Linked DNA regions of Zea mays: regions 2 and 3 are each linked to region 1. A link is a contact called in public Hi-C data. All regions are on one chromosome and are shown on one strand. Each heading gives the region's core, a stretch centred on a gene start, on an enhancer-like site or on the middle of the called end of the contact. The rest is flanking DNA. Distances are from core to core; before and after follow the strand shown. Region 1 holds the start of LOC100191389 (Aminotransferase-like plant mobile domain family protein). Region 2 holds the start of LOC100283147 (tyrosine specific protein phosphatase family protein). Region 3 holds the start of LOC103637892 (STOREKEEPER protein).

Evidence for each region. A called contact is a pair of places that touch in the nucleus more often than the background predicts.
Region 2: a contact with region 1 is called in a Hi-C map of leaf, with 6 times the contacts expected there. The contact joins the promoter of LOC100283147 here to the promoter of LOC100191389 in region 1. A contact is called at or near these places in 12 of 25 Hi-C or Micro-C datasets (bundle sheath, ear, endosperm and 3 more).
Region 3: a contact with region 1 is called in a Hi-C map of ear, with 3 times the contacts expected there. The contact joins the promoter of LOC103637892 here to the promoter of LOC100191389 in region 1. A contact is called at or near these places in 11 of 25 Hi-C or Micro-C datasets (bundle sheath, ear, endosperm and 4 more) and 1 of 3 datasets of contacts at active chromatin or transcription factors (leaf).

The regions. Positions count from the first base shown.
Region 1 is chr9:9,950,220-9,952,830 of Zm-B73-REFERENCE-NAM-5.0, reverse strand. It overlaps LOC100191389 (Aminotransferase-like plant mobile domain family protein), which reads right to left and starts at 1,329. Exons shown (of 4, transcript NM_001136823.2): 1 at 1,262-1,329.
Region 2 is chr9:10,130,676-10,133,286 of Zm-B73-REFERENCE-NAM-5.0, reverse strand. It overlaps LOC100283147 (tyrosine specific protein phosphatase family protein), which reads left to right and starts at 1,319. Exons shown (of 5, transcript NM_001156049.2): 1 at 1,319-1,759; 2 at 1,849-1,942. The coding sequence starts at 1,479.
Region 3 is chr9:9,804,509-9,807,119 of Zm-B73-REFERENCE-NAM-5.0, reverse strand. It overlaps LOC103637892 (STOREKEEPER protein), which reads left to right and starts at 1,288. Exons shown (of 2, transcript XM_008660910.4): 1 at 1,288-2,523. The coding sequence starts at 1,586. The coding sequence ends at 2,518. It also overlaps the pseudogene LOC111589253.

The sequences.
Region 1 (2,611 bases), core at 80-2,579:
TGAGGGGATTCACATGTCTAGCCAGGGCAAGGTGCCAGAAATAGCCAAGCACGAGATAGTTGATACGTGTTTTTCACAAAAGCACCGGTCAGTTACTAGGTAAAATAAGTAATAGGCTTGGTCAAATGTCCTGGAATAGAACTATTTGCCAAGGTAGCTGGGTTTAAGAAACACGAGATAGGTCGCTGCCTGTAAAGAATAGGTAAGCAAAGGATAGGGCAACAGATTTTCTAAGGCTGAGTTTACCCACCTATCATTAGTTTTCTTCCCCTTGCTAAATAGCACATGTATCTGATACCAATAGCTCAGTCCAGCACTCTGTTAAATTGTCACGTGGTCTGCTTCTTTCACCATCTCATGAGCCCTTATGAGCTCAGTTGTGCTTTCACCTTTACTCAGTGAGCAGTAGAAATTCCACAGGCAAAAGGAATGTTCTCAAAGTACCACCCCAACATGAACCCCAGACCCACACTCAAAAACGAATGTTCTGAAAGTACCACCCTAACGTAAATCCCAGACCCACACTAAAAAACAAGGCAGCAGGATGCTGCCAAAATAGGATACCCAAAATAAAAGAATAGAACACCCAAGAAAACAGAAGTTGAAGTTCATAATATTATTCAAGATAATATATTAGACACTGAAATGCTGAATTCAAGAAAAGACCTAATGAACTCAGGTGCTACAAATCCAAACATCAATCCAATAAAACATAGAACCATTGCAGACACGTCTCCATGATGCAGGTGCCAGTGGTGGAGCCAAAATCTTTCAACTTGTTCCGATTTCCCAAGCCAGAAAAAAAATGCTCAGTCAAAATAAAAGAAGTCACATTATCGATATTGATTGAAATTGCTTGGGCATGCGTGACATAATGGGAATAACAAAATATTCAATGAAATTACAATTTGATTTTACGATCATGATCCATTGTCTGGAAGGCTGATTATTATCACTAACCTTAGCTTGTGAAGGAACTGTCGCTTAGCAATTGTTCGAGTGTTCATCCACAGGGTTACTTCTCAAATTATCTTTCACGTGTTCATCGAAACAAATACTGTAAACAGAAGCGGCTAGCAGCTGCTACTGGAACTACTAGCACCAGGGGTAGACCCAGTAAAGGGACATCGATGAACACATGAACAGCCGATAATTTTTGCAAAATGTTCGAAGCTAGTATGCATCAAATAGCCAAATTGATTTAAGTTAGGGTTTGGGTGCTCGGTTTCGCACAGAAGGGAAGAGAAAGGGGTGGAAATACCTGTGGGTGCTCGTCGCCGGAGAAGATACCGATGAAGGCCTCGGCTCTGGCTAGGGCTGCGGCGTAGGTTGCGTCGGCAGCGGCAGCCCACCCAGTCCTGGGGGGGCACAGAACGCACACGGGGTGAAGCGTCAATCCGTGATGCGACGTACAGCCCAGGTCCGGGGTTGTTGGGCCCAGGAAAGCGTACCCGCACGAGCCTTCTCTTGGGTCCTTTTTTTCACATTTTAAAAAACAATTCTTCGTTTTTCTCTCTCATTTTATTCTTATTGATTTCGTATTTATTCTCTCCAATGGATACTTCTCATGGGTAGTCGGGTATTGATTTCAAATAACGTCTCGTTTTATTCTAAGAATTGAATTTTATTCTAATAATAGTAATTTAGGCATATATCATTAAGCTAATTTAGTTTTATACAAAATATATTTGTATACTATTATTAGCAAGATGTCGGAGATATTTATGTACTACATTTTTAATATAGATGAGTGAGTCGAAGATTGTCCTATCAATTATAGGGTAGAAACAAATTCTATTGATGCATAAAATCATTTTTCATCCTCCACCCCATGAATTTGAGATAAACTTATATTTAAACTTTGAAAAGTGTTGGAATGTTAAACTCCAAGCTAAATAGGTTACTTTATTAAGTAAATTCTAATTCTTCCAAAATAAATGGATCCAAACACCCCCTAAGAGAACAATAATAATATTTACCTAATTTGTGTTGTAAATAAGTAAATGGAACAATTTTATTTATTTTTATTAAGGTTGAATAATTCTAAAACTAGAAACCATTTTCACTTTAAACCTAGAGCAATTGCAAGAACTTAGAATTTTTATCTCATAAAGCTATAACACTTTTCTTCTGAACTATAAACAAATTTCTCTTTGTGACAATTTCAAGTGAATGTACAAATTGTGTACTATAGATGGAACAACAACCGTTCAGCCAAGAATATTGTTCTTGTCGTGGTTCCGGAAAACAGGGTGCAGTAAGATTTGTGTTCGCGAGGGGTGCTAGCGTGGACTCACTCCGAATGGTAAATCGCTGGGACTCAAATGAAGAATTTGGGACATGGGGTTTATACTGGTTCGGATTCACACCCTACTCCAGTGTAGTGTTGATCATAGTATTGCTTTGAACGTGTTACGACAAGTGTGCTTGTGTGCCTATCCTTATGAGAGGAAGAGGATCCTTCCCTTTTATATCCCAAGGGTCAGAGCTTACATTGTTCCTTCTTCAGAGAGAGAGAAGAAGTCTTTCATCTGTTGCCCGGACCCCCTTCTTCTGGTTGCGTGAAGTAGCGCTCCATGCCACTTGTTGTTCTTATCCCTGCAGTGGTTCG
Region 2 (2,611 bases), core at 70-2,569, 180 kb before region 1:
GGAGTTTTTGGAGCTGCAATACAATTTTTTGGAGTACCTATTTTGCTACTCTGGAAACTCCAAAAAAGCAACCTAGACATGAAGTTTGGAGTTATTTACCCCCCATTGCCACCGATTATTAGAAACAATCTAAACTCTGGTGCAGAGCTGCTCCACCCGGAGTTTTGGAGTACAGCTGCTCTGGGGTGGAGCAGAGCCATGCCAAACACACACTTAGTTAGACCGCCGTTTGACCATCTATAGTCGTGCAACGGATTAATTTGAAATAGCTGTGAGGGGTTATTTGTAAAAAGATGACGTGGAACGACTGTTTAAACTGATACTTTAAATATAGTATAGATTATGAGACAGTGGATAACTACCGTAACGGTCGATAAGGACCATCGGCGACCTTCCAGCCGCAATATTCGAACCGTGTTGTTTTTCCGTCACAAATCACTGAAGCTGCAGCGCGAATATCTGTTCATACCGGTCCTATGTATATACTGTATATTAGTTATAGGTTATGTGGGCCTCTTTCCCGTGGACGCTTCTATCAAGGTGATATGGGGACTATTTGTGGGGGTATGATATTTCCTGTGGTCACTAATTCAGCAGGAATATAAATTCAATTCTTAGTCCATGAAACATATGTCGACCATAAAAACATTCATATAGTTCATTGCTCCATAATATTTCATAACATTACGTGCTCCATAATCAAATCACCACCCCCCTTTCACTCTCAAAATTAGGGATGGGAGTGAGTACGTGTATGGATAAATATCCACAAGTAATTATCCATCGGATACAGATATGATAGAATTTATTATCTATAGATATGAGTATGAATATAATAAAATATTCACAAATATTTTTTCGCGCGTATGGATATCTATTGTCCATACTCGTTACCCGATGAGTATCTGATATGTGCGAAATCAATACTAATTTAAAATATGTTATTTAAATTAATTTTGAAATTTTATATTATAATTTGGATGTAAGTTTATGCTTATGGCCAAGCTCGTTGGCTCGGCGAGCCGACTCATGAGCCAACTTTTCAGGCTTGTTAGACCGAGCTCAACTCGTTACATGGCCGAGCCGCAACGATCCGAGTCGAGATTGGCTTGGCTCGTTTCCACCCTAAATAGAAGCCATGTTTTTGTGCTCTATCTTTCAACACAAAAACGACTCTACTTTTTCAAGGGCTTTCGACGAGAAACCGAATATTTTACCATTAGGTAGGGCTTTATGATAAGTCCGAGCTAGAGTCGTTCAAAGAGTCGCGCCAAAAGAGCCCTTAGTTGTAATTGGATCTACTAGATGATTAAACATCAACCTGATTGCACACGATATTTTCTAGGCAAAAACCTCTCATGCTACCTTTTGTTTTTCGCCTTCTTCCCTATAAATAACGGCCAAATTGCCCACAAAGAAACCACCCACCCGCGCGCCGTGCCTCGGTTTTAGGGCCCTTCCCTCACCGCCCCGCGGCCATGAAGCTGGAGGTCATGCCCAAGCCCAAACAGCGGGTGCTGGAGGCGCAGCAGAGGGAGGAGGCCATGGAGATGAGCGGCCTGGACCTGTGGAAGCACGAGAAGCCGCCAAGGATCTGCCCCTTGCCCCCGTCGCTCCCGCCGCCGCCGCCAGCGTTCGACGAGGCGGCGCTCGTGCCGCCGCTCAACTTCGCCGTGGTCGACGACGGCATCTTCCGCTCCGGATTCCCAGGGACCGCCAACTTCCGGTTCCTCAAGTCCCTCAACCTCCGCTCCATCGTGTAAGCGTCTCTTTCGCTCTCTCCCATGCCGGCGCCGTCTCTCGAATCACTGTGCTCGTGCGGCGCTCTGAACCGTTCCAGCGCGCCAGGTACCTGTGCCCGGAGCCGTACCCGGGGACGAACACGGAGTTCCTAGAAAAGAATGGGATCAGGCTCCACCAGTTCGGAATCGAGGGGCGCAAGGTAAATCCTAAATCAATTAACAATCGGGCCACGTGTTTTCAACGAAATCTTCTGCTGCTTTGCGGTCGGTTAGCGATGGTTCATGGAGGCGTATAATTACTCTGGAGAGATTAAATTATGGTTTGCTTTAGGTAACAATCATGATGCACGGCTTGTTTGCCCCGAGCCGACGTTGTTGATCATATGTCGTGTTGTGTATCCTAATTTAAGTAGTATTTGCTGCACTTCTACTTCAAAGAAAATTGGAGTATTTGTTATTGTAACCGACTTGCGTGAAAGGGGCCATAAATCCTCTTCACGTAGGCAGGCAGTGTTATCTGGAGAATTTTCAAAATTCACGGTGAATCGGTGGTGGTCCCTTTCAGCATTGCTTTGATTAATCAAGCCAGCTGTGCTGCTGACTCTTTTCCCGATATTCTCAAGTGTTTTTTTATTTGTTGGGTTCCTATGAATTCAAGCCTACCACTAGTCCACTACCAGCGTGTACGCATCACCGCTTTTGGCTTGGAGCTCTCCATGTGTTGCCTTTATTTCTATTTCTTTTCGTTTCCTTTTGTGATTTTTTTCTTCTTATTTTTGGTTTCATGCTATGGTGATCTTTCGCTGTTTCTGCAGAATAGGCAAAGCATGCAATGACTTTGAGTTATTCAGATCAATATTTCTTTTTAG
Region 3 (2,611 bases), core at 39-2,538, 150 kb after region 1:
GTATATATCGCGGTAGTATGGAGCACGGATCAGAAACTCGGTACCTGACAGCCTCGGGCAGCTCTTCCGGGCGCGGCGGGTCGGGCGCCAGCTCGCAGAAGAGGGTGTCGCGCCAGCTGGCGGCCGCCGACTGGAAGAGGTCGTAGTTGGAGGTGAACCTCACCTTGCGCGCGGTGTCCCTGGTGTAGAAGCGGCGCTTCGCCTCCGCCTGCTGCTCGTTGAACCGCCTCACCCCGGCGAGCGCGGCGGCCATGAGCTCCCGCGGCACGCCGTGGTTGACCACCTGGAAGAACCCCGCGGTCTCGGCCGCGCGCCTCACCCGCGCGGCCACCTCTTGTCGCGGCGCAGCCGCGAGGTCGATGACCGGGATGATGCCGGCGGCCTCGCCGGTGGGGGACGGCGGCGGGCACGAGGTCGTCGCCTCCAGGGACTCCGGCGGGCCGGTGGCGGAAGATGGCCGTAATGGCCGTGACGCCGGCGTCCACGAGCCCCTTCACGCCCGCCTTGGTGTCGTCGAACGCTTGCAGCTCGCGCCGCCGCCGGTCAAAGCCGTCGGAGGCCGCATGGGCTTCCGGTTCGGCGGCCGACATCGATGGTGTAGTCGTTGGTTTGGCTCTGCGCGCGACGGGTGAGAGGGAGGTGGACACAAATATTTTTTTTCCCCAGGATTCGCGATATTTTCCAGTCCCAAAGCGATGGGAAACTCCGTTCCCCTCAGAGGCAGACCACGACCATGTGATATTTTCGCCTCGCAAATGCACGGCTCCATTCCCTCAGTCGAGCAAGTCCAGTCCAGTCCAGCGCACCTCAAAGTCGCAACGGCCACTTAAGTCATGAACTCATGATTCAGAATCTGGTCACCATGGACTCCAGAGCTCAGAGCAGGCCTGCTGCTGGCTGCCGGTGTTTACCAACTAGTACATCTTAAATTGCAGATGCCGTTAAAAGCGTAGACTGACTTAGGGCTAGTTTAACAACCCCATTTTTACGTGGAATTTCAAATTTCTCAAAGAAATTGAACTAATTTTACTTGAGAAAAATGAAAACCCTTGGAAAAATGTGGTTTTCAAACTAGCTTAAGCTCTTTTTTATCTGCTTCAATCACATACATACCGATCATAAAAAAACAACACATCGATCATTAACAGGTAGACACATGTCAAAAATCCAGAGCAGGCGTTCGATCGATCAGCAGCCTGCAGCAGCGGCAGGGTGAGCCACCGCGCCGTGCGAGTGACGTCACGCTCGGAGCGCAGGCTTTGGAAGTGGAACAGCGCGAGCGACACGGGGGCATGCCGACGGAGCTGCCGCGACGAAACGCACGAAGAAACCGTACCGTTGTCACTTGTCAGGTTCGCAGCTTGTCAACCGGCCCGCCGCAACTCGAGTACTCGCCACGCGCGCCACGCCGCGCGCCGCCGCTCCCTTCCCGAGCCCCGACTCCGTCCGGAGTGCTGCAACCTGCGCCGCTGCCCACCGGACTCCTCTTCCCCTTCCGCCTCGGCTTCCCGATCCCCTTCCCGTCCCGAGCCCTGCCGAAATTCGAATCGCCCGCCTCCCGAGCCCTCGCCCCCCCGCGCCGCCGATGCCCTCCAAGCGGCCGTCCCCGCACGCCATGGACGAAGCCGCCTCCGCCACCGCCGCCGCCGCCGCCGCCACCGCGCGCCTCCGTCCCTCCACCCCGCGCTCCAAGAAGCGCACCTCCCGCTCCAAGTCCCGCGGCCGCCGCCGCTCCCCGAACCCTAACCCTAGCTCCCGCCGCGAGGGCTCCGCGGACCACGCCTCCGCCGCGCCCTCCCGCAAGAGCGACCGCAAGCCCAAGCCGCGCTCCTTCCCGGACTCCGCCACGCTCGCCACGGCCATGGCCTCGGTCTCCGCCGCCGCCGCCGCGGCCCCGTCGTCCGGCGCGGGGCGTGGCAGCGCGGGCGCCGTCCAGAAGCTCTGGAGCGAGGCCGACGAGATCGCGCTGCTCACGGGCGCTGCCGCCTTCAAGGACCGCACCGGCATTGCGCCGCGCCTCCCGGACATGGGCGAGCTGTTCGACTCCATCAGGGACTCCCTCGCACCGCATCTCGACCAGGCCAAGGTGTACTACAAGCTCAAGCGCCTCAAGAGCAAGTTCCAGCACTCCGTGCCGGGTGACTCCAGCACCGCGCACGAGCACCGGCTGCGCGACCTGGGCGCAGCCCTCTGGGGCGCCGAGCTCACGCGCCCTGAAGAGAACGCTGCCGAGGAGGCCGCCGATGCAGACGACATTGACGGGAATAGGGAGGGGGCCGTGAAGCTTCCTATGGTTAAGGAGGTGCTTGGAGAGTACTGGAGGCTGAACGGGCAGACCATGTCAGGTGTGTCACTGGAGAAGGGGTTGGCGCTGCTTGGGTCGCAGGAGGCTAGTGACACCGAGGTCAAATGGAGGCGACAGCTTGAGGCAGATATGCGCATGCAGATGCGCCGCCATGATCTGGAAAAGGAGGTCTATGGCCTGCTCATCGATGCCATCAAAGGCCTAGGGCCTTAACTTGGGTACAGATTTTACCATTCTCTGTGATCTGTGAGAGAGATCAATTTAGTTCTGTTGTTTCAATTGCTTGGACTAATTAGACTGTTTTTC